Regions from separate parts of the Mus musculus genome. Here regions 1 and 3 are each linked to region 2. A link is a contact called in public Hi-C and HiChIP or PLAC-seq data. All regions are on one chromosome and are shown on one strand. The core of a region is the stretch at or near the end of the contact, and the rest is flanking DNA. Distances in the headings are between cores, read along the strand shown. Region 1 has its middle 45 kb from the start of Gm33510. Region 2 overlaps Pde7b (phosphodiesterase 7B). Region 3 overlaps Gm33510 (a long non-coding RNA gene).

Region 1 (4,571 bases), core at 1,846-4,345, 350 kb before region 2:
ATTAGTCCGTTTGGCATATCCATCATAACACTGAATATGTATTTCAGGGTACCTTAAACTGCAGATGTTGGGTTGATGTGAGGAAGTTTCAAGCCAGTGAGTTGATTTGGAATAGTTAGTCCATCATTAGATAGGAATTAACCAGCAAGGGCTGAAAGGTCCAAAGGGCTACAGTGGAAGTGTTACAGTGTGTTACAATGATATAGCATTGGAATTAATGTAGTTTAAGCTTTGTATATCCTAATAGTGTTTTGAAAAGCAGTATGGCTATTTTAGTCTTATGAATGTGGTTTATGTTTTATATAATACATGTATAACAATTGCCCACAGTGTCAATAAATAGTAGATCACTTTTTAAAAATATTTCTAATTCGTTATCCATGAAGATAACACAAAGATGATTAGTTTTTAAAAAGTCCTTATAGTAGATGTACTTTGAATACAGATTTTGTTTTGGTAGCTTGTGTTTGAAAATACCACTTTCTTTAAAATCATAGCGGAGTAAAGTATCTGAAGTCTTTAAACCTAAATCACAGATTGGTTTGAGCATTTGTTAGCATTTCGAAGCCTTCTGGCTAGAGTTGACTCTATTTTACAATATGAATATGTGTAGTTTTGTAGTGGACACAAAGAGAAGAAATTCAAGCTATATATATAATTTGTATATCTTAGATCCTTGTCGTATTGTGAGGGGTTATAATAAAGTGAATTGTAATCACTTATTAGTGCCAATTGTAGATCACAGTGTATTTGAAAGAGTGCAGCATCTGAAATTGACCCATGCAACCAGAACATCTCGTCTCAGATGGAGGATTAGTCTGTGAAGTATTGTGAGAATTATTCATCAACAGTTAGTTTTGGGCTGGGCACAGTTCTAAGTGTTTAAGACATGTAACATCATTAATCTTCCCAAAAATCTTTCCCAACAGAGATCAGTACTGATTAAATACCACTACGTGTAAGTGTTTCTCAAGTGGTAAAGCCAAGAGGCAGAGGGGTTGAGGAGCTTGCTTTACATGCAGAAAGTGTCTGAGCTGATACTGAACTCTGGCACTTGGCCCCACCGGCAACACTTTTAAATATTTAATTGAATAAATGTCTCCCTTAAGACTGAGATTTCGATCTAGGAAATAGACCTTTTCTTGGGTAAGACGAAGTTCTAGATCCTTGCCAGGCAGTCTCTAACTAGTCTGGAATGTATATCTTGAGGGTCCTCGGGTCCTAGAGTTTGTTTAGCTATGGCGCAGGTTAGTATAATTCTGTGCCGAAGTCAAATTTTCACTTTAGCTCTTTTGTTTGTTTTTATGAAGATGGATAAAGTCATTTTCTTACGAGTTGTTCCTAAGAGTCCTATGAGAAACAGCTGCAGCCTTCTCTTCTCTCACGTGTTCATTAGCCACCTGACTTACTCAGTGCTTTCTTCTCTGGGTCACAGTCCTAACTCTCATTTATTACCACTTATTACTTTCCAGTGAAATTCAACGCCCCGATCACCTCAAACTTCACCTTTTTTTTCCATCTACATTTCTCTTATGCAGACTTACATGTGGAAAGATGAAATCGACCAGCTGAACTGGAAATGATAGAGGTTCATTTTTCATTCCACCTTGTAGTGGTTTTAAACATGCTTTGCTTAGGGAGCAGGGCTAATAGGAGGTGTGGCCTTGTTGGAGGAAGTGTGTCACTGTGGGACTGGGCAATGAGACCCTCCTAACCATGTGGGAGGCAGTGTCCTAGCGGCCTTCAGATGAAGGTGTAGAACTCTCAGTTTTGCCTGCACCATGCCTGTCTGGACACTGCCATGCTCCCACCTTGATGATAATGAACTGAACCTCTGAACCTGTAAACCAGCTCCAATTAAATGTTGTCCTCTATAAGAACTGCCTTGGTCATGGTGTCTGTTCACAGCAGTAAATCAAAACTAAGAGACACGTCATACATGTAAGATGGGCTTCACTTTAATGTAAACTTCATCAGAAAAATATCAGGCCACTGAGAGAATGAGAATTGTGACATACGGTTAGATAAAACTACTTCCTTTCCAACACTTCCTCCAACAAAGCCACACCCACTCCAACAAGGCCACGCCTCCTCTAATAAGGACACACCTCCTAACAGCACCACTCCCTAAAACTACTTCATCTGAGGGTTGGGTTCCTGGACAAGGTCTTCTTGTGCTGGATCTTCCTTGGTAACCTTATGTCAAAGTTCTTAGTCATAATCGCGCCCTTCCTATATAAAACATGATTTTGTGATGGTCCTAGGGATTTATCTCAATTAATATTCACAGAAATATTTGTGAAATAAAGTTCTTTCCGATTCTCTTCTCTGCTCTTTTCAATGAGAAATATTCCTTAATGCTACAAATGCACTTGAACGTACCTATCGAAGGTATGTTTTATTATGTTCTGTAAGTGCCTACAGAGCTACAACTTTTTAATGTTGGTTATGATACTATATGCTGAGATTTATGGAGGGAGCTAAAGCCATCTTATTAATAAGAGTTCATAATTATGTAAGACCATAAAGGACATTTTCAGGCAGACTGATTCACCCTTTCCATCAAACCATCATATTGGCTCTAAGACATTGGCTCTAAGAGCTTCTAGCTTTGCTTTTCTGATGAAGTCTGAACTTAAACAAGAAAGGAAGTTCCACCTTCCATGGAAGACACAGTATAAAAAAAATCTCTGAGGCTTTCCTGTTTGGCTGGTATAAACTCCACGCCTGTGTTTATCTCCAGCTCCTCCTGGTTAGGGGGTGTCCGTGTGCCAGTCATAGCTAACATACTTTCTTGAGGTGTCTTTGAACAAAGTCCTTTTGCGACATGCTGTGTGTATTTACTTTGAATGACTGTGAATTTTAAATTTGGATTAGGAAGTTGATAACACGACTGAAATTAATGTCTCTTCTCCATCTTTAATTTAGAGAAGCAGGATGGAGTCCAAATGGGAAAGGAATTGAACATAAGAATCTTCCAGGTTAACCGACCGGGAAGTAGCCCAGAGAAACTGGGCTGACGGGTAGGATCTAAGCACTGTGTTGTGCTTCAGTTTCTTGAACGCTGGCTTCCGGCACCATGATGCAACTGCTATCTGTCTTTATTTCCCTACTGTGGTTTTTGTGGGCTCTTTGCTTTAGAACTGTGTATTGTCTGGAACCCTGTGAGGATGAAACGACATTTTCAGGTTCGCAGTAGTGGCCAGGATCTGTCTGCGTGGTTTTTGATCTTTAGTTTGTGATATTGTGTATAGGATACTTTCTCTAGTTGCTATTATGACAAAGTGAATGCTCCCTTAAGCTGGTTATGAATGGCGTCCATGCTCCACTAAGGGAAAATAATGAAACCATTAACAGGTTAGTTCAAATTAGGTTCTTCTCCCTTTGCTGGTCAGCCAGCCCTGTGTGATTGCCTTGGTTCTCAATTTTATAATGAAGTTCAGGGTCAGTGGGATGTTTCATCAATAAACCTCCTTCCTCATAAGCAGAAACTGCTCAGTTTGATTCCCAGAAGCTATGTGAAGAGACTAGAAATATTGTCACATGCTTGCAGTTCCAGGATGGAGAGAAGGAGACAGGCAGGGGACTCCTGTAGCATATTGGCCAGCTTGCCTAGGCTACGTGAAGAAGCCCTAGGCCAGGGAGATCCCTGTCTGAAACCCAAAAGCTGGAAGATGCCCAAGAAAGGACTTGAGAGGTTGTCCTCTGCTGTCTGCACATGTGCACCCTACACACATATGTACACATCTAGTGAGCCATGCACACACACACACACACACACACACACACACACACACACACAATCTATATGTTTACTGGTTTACAGAAAACAGATGTAATTATGAAATGATAGCTTTGGCACCAACAGGTCAGACTTGGTGGTATACATCTTTAATTCTAGCACTCAGAAAGCAGAGATAAGTAAGTCTCTATGAATTTGAGTCTAGCTTGGGCTACCCAGAGGGTTCCAGGCCAGCCAGGGCTACCTAGTAAGACTTTTAAAAATAACAACAAAAACCATTTTTATTTGTTATTGTGAGTAAGGTCTGTTGATGTAGGTCATGGAATTGTGAACCAATGACAGGTAAACAGCTTATCTGTATTATTTCTTAGGATGCATATGCCACAGGGTTTTTTAAATAATAGAGTATATTTACATCATCCCTTTTATCATTAGAAGGCTGAGGTTAAATAATACTAATGGCTAACACAAAATTCCTTAACTCAAGTTTTGAGGTTCCTAACTTACTTAATTCTATTGACAGATTACTGTTCTTGGTGTGTGTGTGTGTGTGTGTGTGTGTGTGTGTGTGGTGTTTTTGTTTATAGCAATACCTTCCTAAAGCCTATATGAAAATAAGAAAAAAAAAAACAAAAACCTTTTTAGTTAGCCAGCCTGAACTATGTAATGAGTTCCAGGACAGCCTGGGCTACAAAATAGAGCTCCGGTCTCGTGTGTGTGTGTGTGTGTGTGTGTGTGTGTGTGTGTGTGTGTGTGTGTCTAGGGAGTGAGAGTGGAAAGTTGATAATGAGTTCAATTTCTAGTAATAAATTTATTTATGAGATGAAAC
Region 2 (4,527 bases), core at 1,972-4,471:
AGTTTCAGAAGGCTGGTCCAGTGTTCTGGGGCTGAGCAGATCCCTCAGTCATTAAACTACTTCCCTAGCACGAGAGAAGTTCTGAGTTAAGTCCCCTAAACTCACACGAGAAAGCTGGGAGTCACAGAGCATACTAGTAAGGCCAGCTCTGGGGAGATAAAGAGGAAAAGGGGTCCCCAGGCCCATTGGCAGCCTGGAATATCCTGTTTGATGAGTTCTGCAACAATGAGAGACCCTGCTTCAGAAAATAAGAGAAGCACGGCACCTGGGCACCCAAGGTTGTCCTCTGGGCTCTGCAAAGTGCAAACATACGCACACCCCCAGAATATGTGAGTATGCAGTGTTTGCCCATAACCCAGTGTGGATTAGCCTCTCTGTGTGTCCAATCCTTGGCAAAGAGCACGGACTGTCCTCCGTGGCCTGTACTCAGTACTTGAGTAAAGACTTAGCAACATTTAGAGAAGATTCCTTTGAACTGGAAAAGCCCATCCCAACCACTTGCTTTCCTTTGTTTCTCTAAGTTACTTGTAGCCCCCAAAGACAAGGGCACAGCCTTTGCAGGGGACGCTTTTCTTCCTCCTTCTTCTGAACCCTTCACTAGTTTGCATTGCAGCGTGGACAACCTGCCTGGCTAACCAAAACAACTAACAGAAATACTATCAAAGTGGCTTCTACCACTTCACGTACCATGGACTTTTTTTTCGTTAAAAATGAGATCTTACTCTAAGCCACGGTGAAACTTTTTTTAATGTTTAAAAAGAAATGTCAGTGAGGGGTATGGGATGGTCAGGGCTTTCCAGTGTTGTTCTAAATTATTTTTACCCATTGCTCCCTGTACCCCTGGCTCTAGCCAAAGCAGAAACAGTGAAATGCCATAAAATAACCTACTCTCGAAGTATATTTGGCCTGACAGGAAACAGGAAATACCAGAAAAGATCACAAGGAAGGCTGTAATCATAAGATTCCTAGCCTAATTCTTTTGACGTCAGCAGTTTAGATAAGTGAGATAAGCAATCACGAGCATCCGAGGCTCCAGAGTGCCAACCCAAATACGCCAAGTGCATCTTCAGCCCCTTTGAACTGGGGTGTTGTTTGGCCTCTGCTCTCCTCTCTCCCCAAGAAGCAGATCCTGAAATTTTGAATTCTGGAGCTAGTGTCAACATTAAGATAGTCAAAGACATTACCCAGAGCTGCTAAATTGGCCCTATGGCAAATTTGTCTTGCTTGGTGTATTAGAAGCCTTGGATACAACTAACTGTTTATAAGAGGTAAGAAAAGTCTGGCTCATCTCAAAGAGAGTTTGCTTCCTAAAGTTCAGCTTTCCCAATCTTCAGAACAAATCTGTGGCTATGTAGTATGCCCCTGTTAAAATGCTAAAAAGATATATTACCAGACCCAAGCCATTTCATAACATCTTTATTATATTCACCTTTCTTTGGCCTCCTTAACTCCTTAGCACAACAAATTAGTGGGCTGATTAAATATAAATTAGACTGGCACTCTCCCCTCTGTGAGTTCTTTTAACTTCAGAACCAGAAATGTGGAAGTCAACCGTTCTATAATCTGCAGAAGGGAGAAATCTCATGCATAGGTTACTCAAGTGATAAGGTAAGAGTTTAAATCAAGAGTTAATAGTGGGCTGGGAATGTTGCTTTATGGAAAAACATTTTCCTAGTATATGTAACACTCTGCATTTAATATCTAACACTAAAAATAAAATAATACCCCATGCAATTTTTAAACAAAAAAGGTTGAGAATAAGAACTTATTCACACTATATCCACCTACTTCTAAAAACAGTTCTAAGCTTATAAAAGCTTATGCAAAGTCATAAAGTCATTGTGTCATGGTGTAACAAAAGCCCTACATAAAGTAGACGAGAAAGTAAACAATTAGGAGAACAAATTAAGGAAAGCTGACATCTGAACTTCTTAGCAGGCAGGGCAAAAGAGAGACAGAAAAGATGACAAAATCCATTATCTTCAGGAGGAAAAACATTTTTCCTGGCTTTGAGTGTGTGGGACAATGTTTGATGAGGGATCTTTGTGTCGTAACAGAGGATGCCCTTCTAAAGAATATAAGCAGCAATTTAGGTGTGCCACTTGCAACTTGAGAAGAGTTTTATGAACCATCGCAGTGGAAGGTGTTTCCAAGGAGACCACTCAGTGTGGATGCTGAGGGAAAGGTGGCCTCTCTTTGGGCTGCTGTGACCCAGAGATCAAGCCCATGCACATGATTTGGAAGAGACCAAGACAAAAGGTTTGTAACCTTGTGCACCTGTCAGGTCAGAGCACTGTCCCTCAGAATGTCCAACTCAGGAAGTTCTGTGAATCCCATCCTGGGCATACCTGACATTATAATGTGGCAGACACTCACCTGTTAAGTATACAGTGTTGCTAAGTTGTTCTAAGCAATTCGCAGATCCGTCTTGAGTCTTTGCCTTGAATCCTGCGGGACACACTCCTTTTATCTTGCATACAAGCACAGAGCCCTTCACTTGACTGATATCCCTTCAGCACAGGTAGAGATACTCAAAACTGAATGGTGGATTTAAAGTTCAAAGTCAACATAATACATCTAAATGCAATTTGTGTTTTACTTGGACCCATTTCCCAACCTTTGCTTAATATTCTGTTCAACTTACCAAAAAAAAAAAAACTAATAATAATTAATTAACCCAATGATTCCAAAAACTTATAAATAATGTACATGTGTAGATTAAGAGACACATACTACACTGAAGGAAACACAGCAAGTTTGGAAACAACAGGACTTGTTCTTGTGCGCTACAAAAAATGCCTAGCAACTGAGTATTCAAGTGCACAGAGAGCCATAGTCCAGACATCTTTAACTCCTTGACTGCCGAGTCAACTTCCATAGTAAGGTTACCAGTGTGGCACGGGCAACAGTTGGGGCTAGAGGAACTGGGTTAACCACAGGAAGAAAACAAGACTCTTGCCTTGGTTAAGCACAATCTGCCCAACAAGAATCCTGTAAGGCTAAAACATACAAGAAAATCTGACGGGGCAAAAGAAAAGAAAAGGAAGACTGGACAAAACCGAAAGTGTCCAAGGAGCAAGAGGATGGAAAGGAGGAAGAGTCTCAACGTTGCCAGCAAAGCTTCTTACACGTTATGCATCCTAACGTCTTAAAGCTGTATCTCTGTAACAGCTCCCCAAACTGAAAGTGAACCCTAGCTATCAACTGTTGGATTAAGTTTGCCCTTTCCTGCAGCCTGCAGCTCAGATGTCTGCAGATGCAAGCGTGCCACACACTCACAGCTATACTATATACCCTCACAACTCTTAGTGGAGTTAATGTATTTTAAGGCCCATCCAGCCATGTTGGAGACCATGGGGTCTTTCTGGAAAAGTCAGAGTGACTGAGGATTCCTGCTTTTCAGGGGGCCCTCAGTCCTGAACCCCTGCTGCCATGATGCAAGCTCATCTTTGACAGCATTTGTGACCCAGCCTTGTTCTCTTTAACTCTTTTTCTCTCTCTCTTCATCTGTTTTGTTTTATTAGATATTTTATGTATTTACATTTCAAATGTTATCCCCTTTCCTGGTTTCCCCTCTGGAGCCCCCCCAAACCTATCCCCCTCCTCCTGCTTCTATGAGGATGCCCCCCTCCCACCCACCCATTCCCACCTCACTACCCTGGCATCCCCCTACACTGGGGAATTAGCTTTTGTGCTAATAGCCATTCAGTGAGTGAATCAGTGAGTGAACACCATGTGTGTTCTTTTGTGACTGGATTACCTCACTCAGGATGATATTTTCTAGTTCTATCCATTTGTCTAAGAATTTCATGAAGTCGTTGTTTTTAATAGCTGAGTAGTACTCCGTTGTGTAAATGTACCACATTTTCTGTATCCATTTCTCTGTTGAGGGACATCTGGGTTCTTTCCAGCTTCTGGCTATTATAAATAAGGCTGCTATGAACATAGTGGAGCACTAGTCCTTGTTATATGTTGGAGCATCTTCAGTGACCTCTTACTTGGCTGGCCCCAGCTGTTGGTTGGATCATGGGGGACTCTGGGGTCCAACTGCCTCATATCTCTATAAAACTTTTTGGATTTTGGTTTTTGCTTATATAAAAGGCAAATAACAATGTGCACAGGTAGATCCTTTGTCTAGAGTATATGAGGGCCTAGGTCCAATCTCCAATACTGCCAAAAAATAAAAAGGTTGAAAAGCAGTGCTGCTTACAGGGGTTAATCAGCCAATCAACACAATGAGCAGAGTCCTCGTGAATGGTGATCACCCCATGAGGCTAATGAGCATTATTCCACGCTGTCTTTATTTCTCACAACTATCCAGGGATATTGAATTGCTGTGCTAGCCTAGGGCAAAAATCAACACTCCGTTTTCATCTCCTTATCTAAGCTTGGTTATTATGAATCATAGAGAGAAGAAACATCATAGAACCGAATTCCACTTCAATTATATTTGCAATTCCAATGGTAAATATTGAAAATGACCATTACTTCTAATTTTTCATTACATTCTCACCTGTTATAAATTAA
Region 3 (4,496 bases), core at 501-3,000, 300 kb before region 2:
TATTTTCACATTCCTGTTGACTGAGGCTCACAGGAGGTAATGTCTTCCTTGATTCCTTCCTTGCTCAGTATGTTAACTGCCAGCCACAGGTAATGACCTGCACGTGAATTCATATTCATTATGATTAAATGATACCAAAAGCTGAGATACTGAAACCTCACATCTATACACCCACAAACACCCACATTGAGTGGAAGACATTTACGTCCAGGCAGCTACTCATCGATGCTCAGTCCCGTGGGATTGTTCTCTCAGCTTCTTGTCCACCCAACCCCAGTTCTGGGGCAGCACTATCAGCTTATGCTACCCATATTTTTATATCCCAATAGCCATTCACACATTCTCATGTCACCCTGACTCCATGAGATACACTGGATGACTTTCAACAAACACCTGGGAAATCCATCCCGTGCCTTGGCATTTCCTGTCATTCACTCACCTTGGTCCTCTGAGGATCTTCTCTCTTACATGCCTCTTCAGTCTTCACTCTGGTGTCCTCACTGATTGTAGCATTACCCAGAGCTTTCCATGAGTAATCCTACCCCCGAATACTTCATTCTTAAACAACTACATCTAATATTTCAACTGACCCTGCAGTATCCTGGTCTGTATGCACCTTACACTTTGTGATTTATCTTAGACTTTTACTTGCATAGACTCTAATACTCTTACCTGTTTTCCCATTGAATCAATCACTTGGTAAAATTTTGGCCTAGAAAAATTCATTTTTTGCTGTCTATACAGGATATACATATACTAGTGTGTGCAAAACTGGAGGATAGCTCCAGCAAATGATAATTCCTACAAAGAGGCTTTATTTTTAAATACTGATTTACTAGAGCTACACTAGTTGTGGAATGTTGCAGATCCATAGCTAATTACCTTATCTCTATCTTGGGCTAGTTTTAGCCCCACCTCACCCCCTCTGGTACCCATTCCTTGCCCACCACTATGTCAGAACTAATATCCTATGACTAATAGAAACCTTTCTGGAATTCATTAACTCAACAGACCACTAGCTCACCCTAATCCAAAAGCTAAGAAGGTTATCAGATAGCATCTAAAAATCTATAGATAAGAGTCTTCCATCTTGCTGTAGCTGCCTCTGGTGTATCTTATAAATATGTTAAAATTGTTCTGATTTACAATTTTCTTTGTTCAGCTACTATAAGACTTCATCAAACTGCATCCATACAGGAAAACAGAACCTGGATATATGTTTCTTGACCAATAGTCACTTAAACTTGGCTCTAGAATAAATGATTCCCTTTGAGGTTAAGAGCTGCTGTCTTGCATTGACACTCAATAGTCTGACTATATTGACTCTAATTATATCTACTATGACTGGTCCTCATTTCTTACCATTTCCCTGAAGCTCATAGTCCCCTGCCCTATTCCTATCTTAAGTCAGTGGAGCCAATCTCTTACTATAGTGAGTTCAAAGACAATTCAGTCAGTCAACAAGGAAATGCCTTAAGTCTCTTTCCAAGCCACCTCATCTTCCTGTTCATAGGCAAACACCCTAAAACTAATTTTGTACATTCTTTCTTCCTATTACCATTCCACTCCTCCCAACCTCTCTAGACCTTCTCTAGCAGTCTTTTAACCTCATCCCTTTACTAAAGTTGTTTTGGTCAAGGTCACGGTGATTATCAGGTTATGAAATCTAATGACTCAGTCTGGGAGGCTCTTATTTGACCTGTTGCTAATGATTTACAAGGCTCATAACTTCCTGTTTTTAAAACTCTTTTAGTTGGCTTCCAGGACACCACTGTCTTTTGTATTTTGCCTCTGACTAGTCTCTCTACTCAGTTACTTTATCCCCCACATCTAAAACCTAAATGCTGACATCCTAAGACCCAATGATTGAAGAATTTGACTATATCCATTTGCCTTACTTTTAAATGCCACCAATACACAATTCTGATGGATTATATTTATTTTCTCCACAGTTGGAACACACAACTCATGTACTTAAGATACTTAAGATACATGTACTTTTACTTAAGATAATTTTTTACTTGTTTAAAAGTAGCATTTCAGAAAACTCCTTGATTTCAATCACCAAATTTATTCCTGTTGTAATGTTTCCTGATTTATAATACAGGAAAAAAGTATAATCAGTTGCTAAGATCAGAGACATTTTACTTGCTCTCTCTTTTTTTTATCACAGGTAAGGTTCAGTTTATCAGTAAATATTGTGTATTAAATCTTTATAGTACTTGAAATGATTTTGAAAAATATTTATTTTATGAGTGTTTGTCTGCACATATATAAACATACCTCCATCTGTAGTGTCAATGGGGTTCAGAAGAGGGTTTTGGGGTTCCCTGGAACTAGAGTATAGACAGTTGTAAGCTGCCATGTGGGTATAGGGAACCAAACCAGGGTCCACTGTAGAATTAGCAAGTGCTCTTAATGGTTGCTCCATTTCTCCATTTTCCTGAGATCTATTTTTAACCATAGCTACCACTGCCAGCCTGGCTCAGCCACCATTGTTCCTTGACTAGATGTTGTAATAGCCACTTACTCTGTCTACTTGTCTCTTCTTGAGAGATCAGCCATAATGATCACAATAAGGAACCAAAAGTCAAAAGAAACCAAATAGTCCTCCCTGTTTGGGCACAATATTGATTTCCCAAAATGGCTTTCTCTTAGTGGGCAGTCACATTCTTTCCCCACTTTCAAAGTGAGGCCTTCCCTTACTGCCCTATCGGAAATTGCAAAGTTCTGTCCAATTCATGGTTATTGTTTTAGTTGGGGTTTCTATTGCTGTGCCAAAACACCATGACCAAAAGCAACGTGGGGAGGAAAGAGCTTGTTTCTCTTATACTTACACTCCATAGTCTGTCATCCTGAGATGTCAGGACAGGAACCTGAGGCAGGAGCCTATGAAAAGGCTATAGAGGAATGCTGTTCACTGGCTTGCTCCTCATGGCTTGCTTGGCACGCTTTCTTATAGCACTCAGGACCATCAGCCTAGGAATGGCACTGCCCATGGTGAGCTGGGTCTTCCCCATCCATCACTAATCAAGACAATACCACAATCTTGGCTACAGGCCAATTTTCTGGAAGCAGTTTCTCAAATGAGAGTTCTCCCCAGATAAGTCTAGTTGACAAAAAACAATAACAACAAAAACTAGCCAGCTCAAGTGTGTGTGTGTGCATGTGTGTGAAACTGATGCATATAATCTGTTTATCATCTGTCTGTCTACACCCACAAATGTGTATCTATTGTATACCTGCCTGCCTATTCATCCACCCATTGTCTGTATTTTTCCGTTAAAGCCAGAGAGGTATATATTGTATTCTACTTCTCTGTTTGGTTCACTTCTGTGTTTTTAGTGACTAGAAATGAGGTTTTGATGGGATGTGCTTTCAGACATGGGTTTTCCCCCTTACAGTTTCACACAGAGAGAAGATTAACTGGTCTTCAGACACATATACACTTTACTGCAAGAAATCATCTCCACTCAAAATCTTACCATAAATTTTTTTTCTTTTAAGCCATCCTATGGCGCCCTTAATTCTGCTTTTTGTTTTGGCTCATAGCATATTTGAAAGCTGTTAAGCAGCTCTTACTCAATTTTTCCAAAACAAGTCTTTAGTGGAAAAAGACCAAGGACCAGAAATGTAAAACATTGAATGCAAGAATGTTCTTTCAAAGTTTAATAATTTTATAAATCCAGATGTTTAAAATAGAGTTCCATTTTTTCAATATATTTAACAAATTTGTCACTGTGAATCACTTAGCATTTCGTGAGATACACATATAGTCAGATTTTATAGCCATTGGGAATATGATCTGCTTGGCTCACATACCCAGTTTTGAAGCCTGTGGAGTGGGGATGAAGCCTGACCCTGCTCCTATTCCTCTCCATGTCCTGCTGTTAGTGAATGCATGCACAGGACTGTCTGGAGAACACTCTGTCATATGCAGCGTAAAAGAGGGTCCTTAATTCCAGACTTATGACTGGAGAGAAAAATGAAAGTGGCAATTAGAAGACCCACCAGAGAGAATTAGGAGAGGCAGCCTAATGAAGAAGAGGAGAGGATTGTGGGTAGAGAGAAAAGAGCACATTCAGAGAGATTTGGCTGTGGCCTGATCCCAGGACTTCTAACAGCAAATGATTTTTTAAAAACATTTCAAAACTCATATTCTTAGCAAAGTGTGGTAACACACACCATTAACACAATTCCCTGGAGCAGAAACGAGAGGATCTCTGTGTTTGAGGCCACCTTGGTCTGCACAATGAGCTACAGACCAGTGAGGGTTACATAGCAAGATCTTAAATTTCCCCAAATTAAAAAAAAAAATCATATTTTCACTGTTCATAAACTGTGCTTTAAAATAAGCTAACAGCATAGTGTCAGGGATGGACTTAAGGCACAAGCTCTCCTAGAAATGTCAAAGGTAAGGAAGAGCTCTCCTACTGTGAGCTCAGCACAGGTGCTCATCTATAGGCCACCACAGTGGAAGGATACATTATTTTAAC

The links. Hi-C and Micro-C count contacts between places; a contact is called where the count stands out from the background. HiChIP or PLAC-seq counts read pairs in DNA pulled down with a chosen protein or histone mark.
Region 1: a contact with region 2 is called in a Hi-C map of bone marrow-derived macrophages, with 17 read pairs. The contact joins two enhancer-like sites. A contact is called at or near these places in 2 of 484 Hi-C or Micro-C datasets (bone marrow-derived macrophages and uterus), 4 of 115 datasets of contacts at active chromatin or transcription factors (T-cell acute lymphoblastic leukemia, acute myeloid leukemia, bone marrow-derived macrophages and 1 more) and 2 of 9 other capture datasets (embryonic stem cells and macrophages).
Region 3: an H3K4me3 HiChIP or PLAC-seq map of bone marrow-derived macrophages shows a contact between it and region 2, with 4 times the contacts expected there. The contact joins two enhancer-like sites. A contact is called at or near these places in 4 of 484 Hi-C or Micro-C datasets (muscle stem cells, nephron progenitors and uterus), 2 of 115 datasets of contacts at active chromatin or transcription factors (both in bone marrow-derived macrophages) and 1 of 9 other capture datasets (embryonic stem cells).

What each region holds. Positions count from the first base shown.
Region 1 is chr10:20,881,330-20,885,900 of GRCm38.p6, reverse strand. No RefSeq gene overlaps it. Among named protein-coding and RNA genes, the nearest start is that of Gm33510, 45 kb to the right of the region's middle. Within about 2 kb of position 3,095, at least 90 of the 459 cell types and tissues checked have an H3K27ac peak or open chromatin away from gene starts, as enhancers often do. A contact at or near this core is called in acute myeloid leukemia and bone marrow-derived macrophages, where this site is marked.
Region 2 is chr10:20,530,500-20,535,026 of GRCm38.p6, reverse strand. The region is part of intron 1 of Pde7b (phosphodiesterase 7B); the gene reads left to right. Among named protein-coding and RNA genes, the nearest start is that of Pde7b, 16 kb to the left of the region's middle. Within about 2 kb of position 3,221, at least 30 of the 459 cell types and tissues checked have an H3K27ac peak or open chromatin away from gene starts, as enhancers often do. A contact at or near this core is called in acute myeloid leukemia and bone marrow-derived macrophages, where this site is marked.
Region 3 is chr10:20,825,680-20,830,175 of GRCm38.p6, reverse strand. All of the region lies in intron 1 of Gm33510 (a long non-coding RNA gene), which reads left to right. Among named protein-coding and RNA genes, the nearest start is that of Gm33510, 11 kb to the left of the region's middle. Within about 2 kb of position 1,750, at least 19 of the 459 cell types and tissues checked have an H3K27ac peak or open chromatin away from gene starts, as enhancers often do. A contact at or near this core is called in bone marrow-derived macrophages, where this site is marked.